Linked DNA regions of Mus musculus: region 2 is linked to region 1. A link is a contact called in public ChIA-PET data. All regions are on one chromosome and are shown on one strand. The core of a region is the stretch at or near the end of the contact, and the rest is flanking DNA. Distances in the headings are between cores, read along the strand shown. Region 1 has its middle 85 kb from the start of Wdr37. Region 2 holds the start of Wdr37 (WD repeat domain 37).

Region 1 (7,672 bases), core at 47-2,546:
TCCTGCCCCTCCACTGGGGGCCATGGGCTTAGGGATGCTGGTCCCTGCATTGGCACAGAATGCCTCCAGTCTGACATACAAAATCACCACGTACCACTCCACAGCTGACTCCACACTGAGTCATTTTTCAAAATAAAGCAAAGTGTCAGGCAGGTTTCCGAAATTCCCTCACAGGCCTGGCAAGCAATGACCCCAGGGACTCCTGAAGGTGTGGGGAGGAGGCCAGAGCAGGGGATGTGGACAAGCAGAGCCAGGACATTCTGAAGGTTGAAATTAATCACCAGATGGCCTCGGAAGCTCATTTTCCACACGCCACCAACAGGAGTCAAATTTCTCATGCAATCTCAGGAAGCAAAAACAAATGAGCACTGGAGTAGCTTGAGGTTCCCTGGAACAGTATTAAGCACCTCTGATACCTAAGGTCCTGTGCTTGTGGCTGGGAGGTAGAGACAGATGAGCAAGGCTACCTGTGGGTAGCACGGTGTTCTGCTGCAGAAAACAGCTCTGTGGGTTTTACAGACATGGAAGTCCTGAGAAAGAGTGACATCCATCTGCTGATTCTTGTGGTAGGTAATGCTCCTTCATCCATGATCCAGGTAAAGAGACCTTCACAGCCCTGTCACTAGAACACCAGAGAATTCTGCATCCCAGAGGGCTAGGGGGCTGAACTTGGCCAAACAGATAAAAAAAAAAAAAGGTCACCAGTGTGTTACAAGACCCTAAATTTTCTAGAAAAATCTGGAACAAAAGAGAATCACCATGATCATGGATGCCGGGAGTGCTGACTCAAGATGGGAATCCCAGGTTTGGGGAGACAGAGACAGGAGGATGCCTGAGTCTTACTGACCACCCTGCTCTAGCTCTGTGGATGAGGTCCAGGCCAATAAGAGAGATCCTATCTCAAAGGAGGTGGACGTTTACCTCCCGTAACTCCAGCTCCAGAGGATCCAATGCCTTCTTCCAGCCGTCAAGGACACCTGCACTCACACATACATACTGAAACACAGATGTACACACATACACAGGAATAAAAGTAGAATAATAAAAGACCCTATTGGGCAGTGGATATAGTGCTCCTTTAGTGGATGCATCTTGATGGTGAGGGAAAGCAAGGGGAGAGTGAGCAGATAGCCTTGGCCACTAGGAACCAGGGAAGAACAACAAACTCAAAGTTTCTCTCCTTAGGCTTCCCTGTGAGGCTGGTGGTTGCTTTTATCTCAGGTGGAGAGAGCAGTGTGGCAACACCCTCCCATCTTGTGTTTGTGTGATCCTATTTCCTTCTGTGGGTTAAAGCTCTTCTGTGGGTTATTTTTCTCACGGTTCCAACAAAAGCAACTTACAGAGGCAAGCGTTCGTGTACCCCACAGTCTGAGGGCACAGCCCATCATCATAAGGAAGATGTGAAGTCAGGTGCATGACGAAGCTGGTCGGTCACATTGCATCTGCAGTCAGAACCCCAGCCCGTGGGATAGCACTGCCCTCATTCAGCACGGGTTTCCCTCCTCCGTTAACTCTTTCTGACAACACCTTCACAGACACCCCCAGGGCTGTGTCTCCTAGCAGATTCTGGATTTAGTTGAGCGGATAGTGACACTAACCATCACAGACTCCAGAGCCTTTAGCTCCTCTGCACACTCCTTTCTGGCCTACCAACTGCGCTTAGATGAACATATGTGCTTAGATGCATAGGTGACTATCTATGGCCATCAGTTCTGTCTCACATGGATCCTAAATTTACACAGAAACAGACGACACAACGCAGAGGGCCTGTCCTGACATGGAAGCTCCCTTCTCAGAGTATAGCTGTAGCTAGATCTTAAAATGAAGTCTTCTCTTCTGGGGGAGAAGGCTAATTGACAGAGCATCACTGTGTAGCTCTGGCTTTCCTGGAACTTTCTCCCTCCTCCACCTCCTCAGGCCTTGCATTGCAGACGTGTGCCAGGCAGCCTGACTGAAGGCGTGTTTAAAGCCCTATTTCCAGTGTTTGCTGGCTACTGCGGAGGTAGCCACAGAAGACCTGAAGGTGGGGGGTTTGCACTCTGAAGCTCCACCTCCATCCTGTCTGTCTTCGTCCATTAAGGCCCACCTCGGCAGCCGTGTGAAGATGCAGCCGCTGTGCACCAAGTTCCCTGTGGGATGTGTTCCCACTACTCACCCTTAAGAGATAAGAAGAGAGGGAAATCAGCAAGATGACGCTCAGGATCTCTGCATACGGCTTAGGAGTTGCTCACTTAGCTGTCTGTTTTGACAGATAACAGAAGGGTTTTGAGGTTTTTTGTTGTTTTTTTTTTTTTTTCCTCCAGAAGGCATCCCATATGTAGGCTCAGAAAATGGCACTCTCCCCCTTGCAGTAAGAGAGTGCATATGCACACATGCATAAGCTAACACACCCGCTTTGTCAAACTTCTCCGAGGCAGCTTTGGAGAGAACATCGTTTCTCCATTACCCTTCTTAGGACAGATATCTGTTACCCATCACATCCTAAAAACAATCATCTGTTTATTAAGGGAAGCCATCACATGTGGTGGCAAGAGCGCTTGCCGGGCTCAGAAATGAAAACCACGCCATGGTTTTTGATGAATTTGTTCTGTGCTTCTAAACACGATGTGAAAAAAGTTAATGAGTGAGGTCCAGGTAAGCCTGAGGGGCTTCTCTAAATCAGTGCATCGAAAGTCCTAGCACATTCCCAACAGCTTTAAGAGCGCTTGTTGATGGGCATATTTCAAAGCAAACAACGCCGCTGCTCTGACAAGCCAATTATATTACCTTACAGTGCCTACAGGCACATAAATTATACACTAACATATTGTAACCTACTTCTAAGAAAGCGGTGGTTCTCCGGCAGACCTGGCAGCATGTCTGCCCTCTGGTGGGCTCTCAGGGAAATAGTCTGTCCCAACTGCACCATGCCCAGGGAGTTAACAGAAAGCCAAAAGTGTGAGTTCAGAGCCTCAGGGCAGTGATCCGCATGCAGAGATGATCTCAAGGGAAGCGGACCTCAGAGTCCGTAGATGTGTGAGTTTAGGCACCTTTTAAAAAACGTTTTAATTGTTTTACTTTATGATTATAACTGCTTTTCTAACATGTATGTATGTGTACTACACGTGTGCCTGGCATCCTCAGAAGTCAGAAAAGGGTGTTAGGTCCTCTGGAACTGGAGTTATGGATGTTCATGAGCCATTGTGTGGGTTCTAGGGACCGAACTCAGGTCCTCTGAAAGAGCAACAATTGCTCTGAATTGTACAGCCAACCCTCCAGCCCCGAACAACCAGAATCCTAAGCTTTTGTTCTAGCTGATGTTAGCCAGAAGCCAGGAAGAGATGGTGAATTCTCTCAGCCTTCCATAGCCCTCATTGTGGGCTCTGCCTGACAATCTGCCAAAAGTGGTAGACAATTTCAAATCTTCTGAAGTGGCCCAAACAAATCTATTGAGAGCTTTCCTCTTTCTATACCAAGTTGGTACTCTCAACAGTTATCAGAAAAGCCCTGCAAAGAACCCAGGACTTGAGCCATGAAACATTAGAAACACTGGTAGTTTTTTGAGACAGGGTTTCTCTGTATATCCCTGGCTGTCTTGGAACTCACTTTGTAGACCAAGCTGGCCTCGAACTCAGAAATCTGCCTGCCTCTGCCTCCCAAGTGCTGGGATTAAAGGCGGGCGCCACCACGTCCAGCCTTGTCAAGTTCTAAGCTAGCGAGAGTCCTTGTCTCAAAACTAAGGTGGATGGCATCTGAGAAATGACACACAGCATTGACCTCTGACCTCCACACATGAGGTATACACACTCACACACACATACGTACATACACACATATACACATGCATACATATACACACACACATACACACATACATACATGCATACATACATACACATACATACACACATGCATGCATGCATGCATGCACACACATACACACATGCATACATACACACACATTCACATACAAGTATGCATGCATACATGCACACATACATACCTACATGCATACATACATACACACACATACACACATACATTCCTACATGCATACATACAAGCACACACATTCACATGTGCATGAGATTATAAGAACAAAGTATAATCTAACTCCAGTTTTCACTGGAAATCTTCAACTATGGACCACAGCTACATGTGTGTATGCATATTCACAAATCAAAGTAATTTCCCATTTCCCAAAAAAGTAGGAAGAGAGCAAATAATCCAAAAGGCTGTGCCTTCTGTGGGCATTTCCAGCTGAATTTGACCTACATTTTATGGAGATTCACCTTGAATGCCAGGAAGACTTCCGATAAAGCCTAAGGTTCTATTCTCTCCCATTTGGTCTCTTCTTTGCCAGGTAATAGACATTACTTTGGTGCAAGAATGAAGCCACTTATTGCTTTACCTATGGCAATATTATACTAGTTAATCACATGATTTTAGAAAATCTATCTGGTTACTGGGATTCATGCTGTAATACTAAATAGTATTAGGCCCCCATAACTGTTCGAGGTGAAGTTGGCTCAGCACTATACTCTACCTTCCCAAGTAGCAAATGGAGTCCCTTCATGCCACTTCCCATCAGCATAAAGCTATGTGTTCTGAGTTCGGAGAAATTAGATTCGGGCGATGGAAACTTTTGATTCAATGTTGCCAGAGCCAACAGTCTGAAACTTCTAAATAAGGTGAACATTCAGTTGCTCACAGGGACAGATTCAGCTTTCCAATGAAGAAACTTGGAGGGTTTAAATCTCTATACGTGTACGTAGAACACATGAACAAAATGCCGACCCTGTGAATATGGTGTGGCCACAATAAGCTGTGATTTAGAAAGTGAGTTTGTTGCAGTGGGAAAAAAATGATTCTCTTCCTCACGGGACCTGAAGTTTTTGAAAGAGAGAAACCCTGCTATGTGGCTCACATGGTGCAGCATGGAGCAGCATTCAGCAGCATGCTTGGCTACCCAGCAGCTGAATCCCCTTTGCAGATTGGGAAATTCTCCCCTTTCTGTGTAAATGGATGAATGTGTTGAGGCCATGCCCTGGCTGGTGGGATTGTTCTACTAACAGTTATGAGCATTGCAATGCTTTCGATTTTTAAAAATATTTGTTCAGTTATTTATCGTGTACTATGTGTGTGGGCTTACACCTGACACTGCACAGGGGCTATAGCACGGCTACTGCTCAGCTCTGTGGTGTAGGAAAACAGTAAGATAGGAAAAATGTTTGGCAAGGAACGGAATGTGAGTCTTAAAATGCAAAAAGGCAAACATGGAGAAAGCAGTCGTCATTGTCAAAGTGATTAATGCCGTTAGAGAGAAATCTATGGAACGCTCTCTATAGGAAAGGCATCCTTACGATAAGACGCCAACATAAGAAAATCCTATTTCATCTGAATGAAGAGACCCCAAACTTAGAATGTCAACAAAGCTCTGTGCTTAAAAATAACCACCTAGGAAGCCAGGCGTGGTGGTGCTCACCTTTAATCCCAGCACTCTGGAGGCAGAGGCAGGCGGGCCAGCCTGGTCTAGAAGGCGGGTTCCAGGACAGCCAGGGCTGTTACAGGGAGAAATCTTGTCTCAAACAAACACCACCTAGGGACGTCTTCCCCTAAGCTCAGCCAGCAATACACACCAAGTCCATACAACTGTGGAAAACACACACCCTCTGCATCATAACCTGACCAGGTCATCCATGGTGCTGCTTTCATAGGCACACAAAATCCAGCTGTCCAGGGGTCATGAAGGCTGCGCCACGGTGTGAGGAAGCCGCCGGCCAGCGGTCTACGGTGGGGTTGGAGGCTTTGCAGCCGGGACAACAGAGATCAGTGCATGAAGCTGCGGCAGCGAAACACGGGTTGCATTTAAGACCCCAGGCTTATGGACAGTGTGTTCAGAGAGGTTCTGTGAGAAGATGTACTTTAAAGGTTGGTGGCAACATGCCAGGACTCCAGATTAAATTTCAAAACGTTTAAAAAGAGAAAATGAGTTGTGCACAAGTTGCCTTGGTCAGGAGTTTTGCTACAGCAATGAGAAAAGTGACTAATAAAAGAGCACTAAGGTCCCCCTTCAGTCAATGTGGCTGTATGCCACACAGGGTACACCCTCTCCTTCTACTTATCATAAACAAAACAGAATACATCCTCTAAAAGTATAGGGTGTATCTTACTTTAGAAAATCAGTTCAATTTATGATTCAGAAAACACTACCTATTGAACTGTGATGGTTTGTATGTGCTTGGTCCAAGGAATGGCACTATTTGGAGGTGTGGCCTTGTTGGAGGAAGTGTGTCGCTATGGGTGTGGGCTTTAAGAACCTCCTCCTAACCATGTGGGAGTCGGGCTTCTCCTAGCAGCCTTCAGATGAAGATGTAGAACTCACAGCTCCTCCTGCACCATGTCTGCCTAGATGCTGCCATGCTCCCACCTTGATGATAATGTACTGAACCTCTGAACCTGTAAGCCAGCCCCAATTAAATGTTGTCCTTATAAGATTTGCCTTGGATAGGTAAAGATCCTTTCCCAATCTGTTGGTGGCCTTTTTGTCTTATTGACGGTGTCTTTTGCCTTACAGAAGCTTTGCAATTTTATGAGGTCCCATTCTCGATCTTACAGCACAAGCCATTGCTGTTCTATTCAGGAATTTTTCCCCTGTGCCCATATCTTCAAGGCTTTTCCCCACTTTCTCCTCTATAAGTTTCACTGTCTCTGGTTTTCTGTGGAGTTCCTTGATTCACTTAGATTTGACCTTAGTACAAGGAGATAGGAATGGATCAATTCACATTCTTCTACATGATAACCGCCAGTTGTGCCAGCACCATTTGTTGAAAATGCTGTCTTTTTTTCCACTGGATGGTTTTAGCTCCCTTGTCAAAGATCAAGTGACCATAGGTGTGTGGGTTCATCTCTGGGTCTTCAATTCTATTCCATTGGTCTACTTGTCTGTCGCTATACCAGTACCATGCAGTTTTTAATCACAATTTCTCTGTAGTACAGCTTTAGGTCAGGCATGGTGATTCCACGAGAGGTTCTTTTATCCTTGAGAAGAGTTTTTGCTATCTTAGGTTTTTTGTTATTCCAGATGAATTTACAGATTGCCCTTTCTAATTCATTGAAGAATTGAGGTGGAATTTTGATGGGGATTGCATTGAATCTGTAGATTGCTTTTGACAAGATAGTCACTTTTACTATATTGATCCTGCCAATCCATGAGCATGGGAGGTCTTTCCGTCTTCTGAGATCTTCTTTAATTTCTTTCTTCAGAGACTTGAAGTTCTTATCATACAGATCTTTCACTTCCTTAGTTAGAGTCACGCCAAGGTATTTTATATTATTTGTGACTATTGTGAAGGGTGTTGTTTGATCTTTACCTATCCTAAATCAGATAGGGGACTAATATCCAATATATATAAAGAACTCAAGAAGGTGGACTCCAGAAAATCAAATAACCCCATTAAAAAATGGGGCTCAGAGATAAACAAAGAATTCTCACCTGAGGAATATCGAATGGCTGAGAAACACCTGAAAAAATGTTCAGCATCTGTATTGGCTAGTTTTGTGTCAACTTGACACAGCTGGAGTTATCACAGAGAAAGGAGCTTCAGTTGAGGAAATGCCTCCATGAAACCAACTGTAAGGCATTTTCTCAATTAGTGATCAAGGGGGAAAGGCCCCTTGTGGGTGGGACCAT
Region 2 (6,930 bases), core at 429-2,928, 87 kb after region 1:
GTTCAATAAAGGTATTAATAATATTAATATTTTAAGTGTTGATTGTAATAGTACTTTTAAAATTAACTTCTAGAGGGCTGAATCAATGCAATATCTAACCAGTAACAGAAAAGAGAATGGTCTCTACACGCAACCTTGGAAATCTGTCACCAGAATTAAGTTACTTAAAATGTTCTGTCACTGATGAGATGAAGGCAAATGATGCACACTTATCGAGTCTAAGGATGGCACTGAGCTGACAGGCATCAGTAATTAAATAAGCTACCACCAAGAATTTTTTTCTCAATAACCAAAAAAGAAATTCAAATCTAGAAAGCATATCTTTCTTTGAATAAATCAGGACAGGACAACTAACAAAACTCTTAGTATCACTGCTGGGGGAAATACCCAACCCCAAGGATTTTACCTCAAATCAAGGGCAAAGTAAGATAACAGACCAACGTACCTATACTAAAGGAAGTAACATCTCAGAGTAAGAAAACCAAAGGAAGCATACTTAGGTCCTGTGTCCAGAAATTTATGCAAGAAGGCTTGATATACACTGCAAAAACGTAGCTGTCATAAACATCAAGGTCACACTGTTATTTCATGTGGCCACTGGCCACTGCTCTGCGTCTCCTATGGGCAACACTAATAGAAGGCCTCTACTTACTTTGGTCAGGTTATATTTATATATACTATGCTCAAGTATGTGGCTTAGGTGTCAAAGAGAATTTACAAACACTTGAAAATGTGATCGGCAAAGTAACCAAAACAGCAAGGAAGGTAGCATAATAGAAGATTTCTTAGAAAAGGGAGAAGTATCCTGGAGGCTTATTATCACCAGGTGTACTGCTTAGAGGTAAAAAGGTTTCAGTACCGCTTTGATGGCATACTTTGTAGGCCACAATAAGCAATGTAAAGAAAACCCATCTGAACTTCAAAGAAACTGCCTAGCAATCTACATCCGGGCAAGAGAGTGAGTGGTGTAGAGCTAACGGTCCTCGTCTTCAAGCACAAGAAACATCGAAGAGTTCAAGTTAGATGATAAAACCTCTAAGAACCTGATCAATCGTTCGGTTATGTCTGCTCGCGAAGTGAAATGGCATATTTATGCAACTTTTTGGTAAAACTGGCCCATTATGATGCCTTAAAACTTAGGAAATAGAAGTGTACGGGGAAGAAAAGGAAGTCTTCAGAAAGAGAAACAAAGGCGTGGCGGGGTTTTACCACTTCAGCATCTGCTTACCCCATCTCCGCCCCCCACCCTTCCTCCTTCCCAGAGGCCATACCCCGTCTTTGCGGGATCGAAGGCCACCATCTTCGAAAACTCTGGGCTTCCCACGGGACACAGACAGCCAGGTAGACGCCACTTGAGTACACAGGGAGCCAGAGAGAGTGCGCAGGATTAGGACTGTATCCTTCATCCACCTCGAAGCCTCGTCCCCACCGCCACCCGGACACCTGACATCCCCCGAGCGCCCGAGAAGGATGCCAAGCCAGACAGCTGAGAAGATGGCGTCACCTGTCACAGCAGCAGCACTCGCGTCCGCCTGGAACCAGCCTACGTCGCACTCAATTCGTAGATCCCCCCGCGACGAGGCTCCCGAGGCAGACCCAGAGCAGGAAAAAAAACCGGCCGATTCCCGCACTGACACAACCCGGCGACCCGAACTGGCGCGCCCGTACTTCCGGTAACTGCGGAAGTCCCGCCCTCAGAGATGGTCCTTAAAAAAAAAAAAACAGACCGGAAGCTCCGCCCCATGCCCAACGGCTGCGGAAGTTCTTTCCTGGTCTCCTTCGCTCAGTCCCACAGGCTTGTTCCGCGGGATAGTCTCCTGTTTTGGCTTTCGGCTTTGACGCCGGGTCCTGGAGACCTAAACTATGGCCTAGCAGCGCGCTGAGCCAAGACCCAGCGAGTGACTGCAGAACGAGTATGGCGTCCCCTGGTGGCGCAAGTAGGCTCAGCGCTTTCCCTGTTAGGAGCTTTCCCAAGGTGCTTACAGGCACTGCTAGACCCCAAATTCTGCACCACACACTAACGGTACACGCGATCCTTGCACGAATTGCTCCCCGAGACCCTGTAGCGTCGGTAACAGGGAGAAGCACACACAGCCTCCCGGACCGTGGGTACTTACCACTGCAGGGATTCCGGTGAGGGGTCCACGGTCAGGCAGGTTTTAAGTCCATCTGTCCTAAACACTCGCACAGCCCAAAAACTGGTAAGAAAAATAATCTATTAAAATGCAAAGTCGAGTGTACTATTTAACGTAATCGCTTTCAGAATCTCTCAAATCCAACTGCTTTACAGGCTGATCTGCTAGGAATGGCTCCTCAGGCAGGGCTCAGTGGGAGTCTTGCTAGCTGGCTGCAGGAGAGCCTGGTAGAGATAGAACTATTAATATTTCAGCTTATCTGCAGAAGATGACTCACCCAGTTTCCTTCTGAAATATCTGATCACCATTGGCTAAGAGGGGAAAATAGAATCAGCTGTTCACTGCAAAAGGTGGGACTTGAGCCGCTTTTCCCCGTTAATCAGGGTTGGGAAGACCTACATAGCAGAATGGAGCTGTTACATAAACAGCCTTGTCTCTGCGAGCAACTTGAACTAGATGTTTAAAACTCACCTACAGTAAAAGCATGATAGTATTTTCCTTCTATATGGGTCAACATTCTTCCTATAAGATAAAACTGAAGGTTCAGATTCAAGAAGCAGTAATGCAAGATGTTTGCTGGAGAAGAAATAAATTTATCGTATTTGGAGACTCGAATAACCAAAACATTCTGTACAAGAAATTGTGGGTTACTTGTGTATCAAGTATAATATTCAGGGGGCTGGAGAGATAGCTCAATGGTTAAGAGCTCTGACTGCTCTTAAACTGAGTTCAAACCCCAGCAACCACATGGTGGTTCACAACCATCTGTACAGCTAGAGTGTACTTGTATACATAAAATAAATAAATAAATCTTTTTTTAAAAAAAATATAGTATACAAAGCTTATCACTAGTAACAGTCTATAAATATGAACTGAGAAAAAAAAGATTTGGCTTCTCAGAGAAATCACTGTCAAATTTGGAGGCTGTGATATTTATTTAAGAAAATTTTAACTAGTAACAAAGAATGCATAAGACATTCTGCTGTTAATGATAGCCAGCAGAAAGTACTGTAAAGCATAGTTCCATATCCAAGTAGCATTCCACTAAGTTTGCAACAAAGCAGCCACATTTGGGTGCCACTTAAGATACTTTTAATGGAAGTACATTTTATCTTTGGTATATTTAGAGTTCCACCAAAAAAAAAAAAAAAACAAAGCGTGGTGGTTTTAATAAAATGGCCCCCATAGGCCTAGAGGGAGTGGCATTATTAGGAGATGTTGCCTTGCTGGAGTAGGTGGGATGTTGCTGGAGGAAGTGTGTGCCTGAGAGCAGTCTTTAAGGTCTCAGAAGGTCAAGTCTGGCAAGTGAGTCTCAGTCTCCTACTGCTTTCAGATCAAGAAGTAGAACTCTCAGCTCCTCCTGCAGTACCATGTCTGCCTGCATGCTGCCCTTCTTCCTACCAAGACAAGAATGGACTGAACCTCAGAGCTGTAACCAGCTCCAGTTAGATGTCTTTTGTAAGAATTGCTGTGGTCTTGGCGTCTCTTCACAGCAAGGAAACCCTAAGAGGTAGCTGTCTGTTAAGAGCACTGAGTATTCATGCAGAAGACCCAGTTTCAGTTCCCAGCACCCACAGGTTACAATTGACTGTTGTTGAGGTTCAGAAATTGCATCACAAACCATACGAACACAGATCTCAGGTAAGCAAAAATGGTTTGTAGAACACACACTCCAAGACTGATCAATCAGGACCACAAAAAGGATTCGGGAACCTAATTTTGTGGTACCAGTCTGTTTTTAGGGCAGGCTTTTTATAGGAAAAAACAGATTCAAAGGTTTAGAAGGTAAGGGGGTTGTGGGGGAGTAGCACAAAATGTTGCCTAACTAGACAAAAGTAGTAGCTGCTAACTTTAAGCTGATTGGTCCTGAGTAAGGTAAGAGGGGTGGCAGGTAGTAAAAGGGAATTTCAGAGCACTGAGATAACAGAGCATAAGTACTATAATCATAACTTCTTGGCTTATTAGTAGCATTCTTCAGTGTCAGCTATGGATAATCACTTCTGGAAAGTGGAGTCTGAGAACTGAACTTAATTTCAACTTATGAGCAAAATGGAGACTGAATACAAAATTGCTGCAGTGATGTTAAAAGGAGCAGGCTTCAACATCTGTAATTTCAGTTCTGTGGGCTCCGATGCCTTCTTCTGATCCCCTCAGGTATAAAGCACACATATGGTGTACATGTATGTAAAATATTCATACATATAAAGTTTTAAAAGTTTAAAGAAAAAAATTAGCAGGGCAGTGACAATGCATACCTTTAATTCCAGCCCTTGGGAGGCAGAGATGAGAGGATCTCTGGGTTCAAGACCAGTCTGGTCTATAGAGTGAGTTTGAGGATAGCCAGGGCTATAGAGAAATCCTGTCTTGGGGAAAAAAAACAGCCTAAAGTGAAACTGTTTGCATAATATTAGTTTTGAAAGTGCTATATGAATCTGAGTTACATAAAGGAGCATTACTCATGCGTACTGTACTTGTATTGTGCAATCCAAATCCTACATTTCACCATCTCAGGATTATATACAAGGGCATCATTGTGAAGATAATACACCTAAGTGACCTAAGTAACAGAATCTTCACAAAATACAATGTTGAAATGTAAATATTATGATATTGTGTTAGTTTTCTGATGCTATGACCAAGATACCTGATTTGAAAAAGGAAGAGATCATTTCTTCTGGTACATGGTTTCAGGGGAATTAGTTCATAGTCACTTGTGCAGGACATGGTGGTAAGAACATTTGGCAGAATAAATTCTTCACCTAATGTCAGACAAGAAGCAAAGAACAAAGCAAGGGGAGGCCAGGAATAAATACCCTTAAAGGCTTATCTTAGACCCTACCTATAGTTTCCTCACTTTTTCCAAAGTAGCACCCCCATCTAAGGGACATGCACCCAAAATGTGACCCTGTGAAAATCATTTTGTGAAAGTATAACATTATGCTCTTGGCCTCCCAAGACTCATGGTTACCTCATAATGCTAAATGTGTTGAGTCTACTCCCAAGAGTCTCCAAACTCCGTAACAATTACAAAGTATTTTCTGAATGTTCGTGTGTGTGTGTGTGTGTCTGTGTGTGTACATGAACACAGTTGTCTAAGGAATCCAGAAGATAGTGTGGATCTCCTAGAGTTATAGACCACTATAAGCATCTAAACATAGCTCTAAAAATCAAACTTAAGTCCATTACAAGAGCCGTTCTTACTGTTAACAGCTGAGCTATCTTGACAGCCATCTCAAATACTTAAATTCAAGTTTCTTCTGAAACCCAAAACAAACTTAGCAATGAGCCTATATAAAAACAAGTTACGGGCTGGTGAGATGGCTCAGTGGGTAAGAGCACCCGACTGCTCTTCCGAAGGTCAGGAGTTCAAATCCCAGCAACCACATGGTGGCTCACAACCATCCATAACGAGATCTGACTCCCTCTTCTGGAGTGTCTGAGGACAGCTACAGTGTACTTACATATAATAAATAAATAAATATTTAAAAAAAAAACAACTTACATCTTCCAACATTCAAAGGCAAAAAAACAAATATTGCTGTTATACAAAGATGAACAGGAAGAGTCTTAAGGTATGATTCCCAAGTTTCATCTCTTTATATACTTCCCATATAGAGAGGTAGTCATATGACTCTGAATTGCATAAAGAGGCCTATGCGGGCCCCCAATGGAGGAGCTAGAGAAAGTATCCAAGGAGCTAAAGAGATCTGCAACCCTATCGAAGGAACAACATTATGAACTAACCAGTACCCCAGAGCTCTTGACTCTAGCTGCATATGTATCAAAAGATGACCTAGTCGGCCATCACTGGAAAGAGAGGCCCATTGGTCAGGCAAACGTTATATGCCCCAGTACAGGGGAATGCCAGGCCCAAAAAATGGGAATGGGTGGGTAGGGGAGTGGGGGGGGGGGACTTTTGGGATAGCATTGGAAATGTAATTAAAGAAAATACGTAATAAAAAAAAAAAAGAGGCCTATGCATGCAGAGAAGACTTCTACATTCTATCATACATTCAGAATCATGTATTTGGATTGCACCAAAACAAGACTAAAATTCAGCATGGAAAGCATTAAAATGTGTAGCTACCTGGAAGGCTTGTGGAAGAGTTGGGGGAAAGGTTGAGGAATCCAGAGGGAACAGAAACTCCATAAGAAGACCAACAAAATCAACAAACCTGGACCCTTGGGGGCTCCCAGAGACTGAACCACCAACCAAGGAGCATATAAGGGCTGGACCTAGCCCCACCACCCAACCTGATGTGCAACATGGACTTCATGGGGGTCCCCCAACAACTAGTTCAAGGGTTTACCCTGACTGTGGCCTGCCTGCTGATCCTGTTCCCCTAACTAACATGACTTAGCTGGCCTCAGTTGGGAGAGAATGAACATAGTCCTGCAGTGATTTCAGGTGCCAGGATGGGTTGGTACCCAGGAGGAAACTTCCCCCTCTCAGAGGTGAAGGAGAGAGGCATATGGAGAGGGATCATGTGAGCAGTAGACTGGAAGCAAGGAAGGCTATGATTAGAATGAAAAGTGAACAAATAAATTAATGGAAAACAAGCTTGTAGCTCCAAATCTGGTATACACAGTGGGACTTTCACAGCCCTTTGTGGCCTACACACCTCTCTTTCGGTCTATTTCAGCTTAAAGTTCACATTCACAGCTTCCTGTATCATCTCTCAGAGGCTGTCTATAGGGGATCCTGGCCCAATAAACATCTCCTGTCCTCTGAGTCCTTCCTGTGAAATCTTGGTGGACCCCTCCATGACTCCATTGTTCTTGCCTCCTGTAAGCC

Evidence for each region. ChIA-PET counts read pairs in DNA pulled down with a chosen protein or histone mark.
Region 2: a contact with region 1 is called in an RNA polymerase II ChIA-PET map of memory CD8 T cells, with 49 read pairs. The contact joins the promoter of Wdr37 here to the enhancer-like site in region 1. A contact is called at or near these places in 1 of 484 Hi-C or Micro-C datasets (CD8 T cells), 3 of 115 datasets of contacts at active chromatin or transcription factors (the SCID.adh cell line, embryonic stem cells and memory CD8 T cells) and 3 of 9 other capture datasets (adipose tissue, embryonic tail and liver).

The regions. Positions count from the first base shown.
Region 1 is chr13:8,782,560-8,790,231 of GRCm38.p6, forward strand. No RefSeq gene overlaps it. Among named protein-coding and RNA genes, the nearest start is that of Wdr37, 85 kb to the right of the region's middle. Within about 2 kb of position 1,297, at least 19 of the 459 cell types and tissues checked have an H3K27ac peak or open chromatin away from gene starts, as enhancers often do. A contact at or near this core is called in CD8 T cells and memory CD8 T cells, where this site is marked.
Region 2 is chr13:8,869,366-8,876,295 of GRCm38.p6, forward strand. It overlaps Wdr37 (WD repeat domain 37), which reads right to left and starts at 1,679. Exons shown (of 14, transcript NM_172445.3): 1 at 1,505-1,679.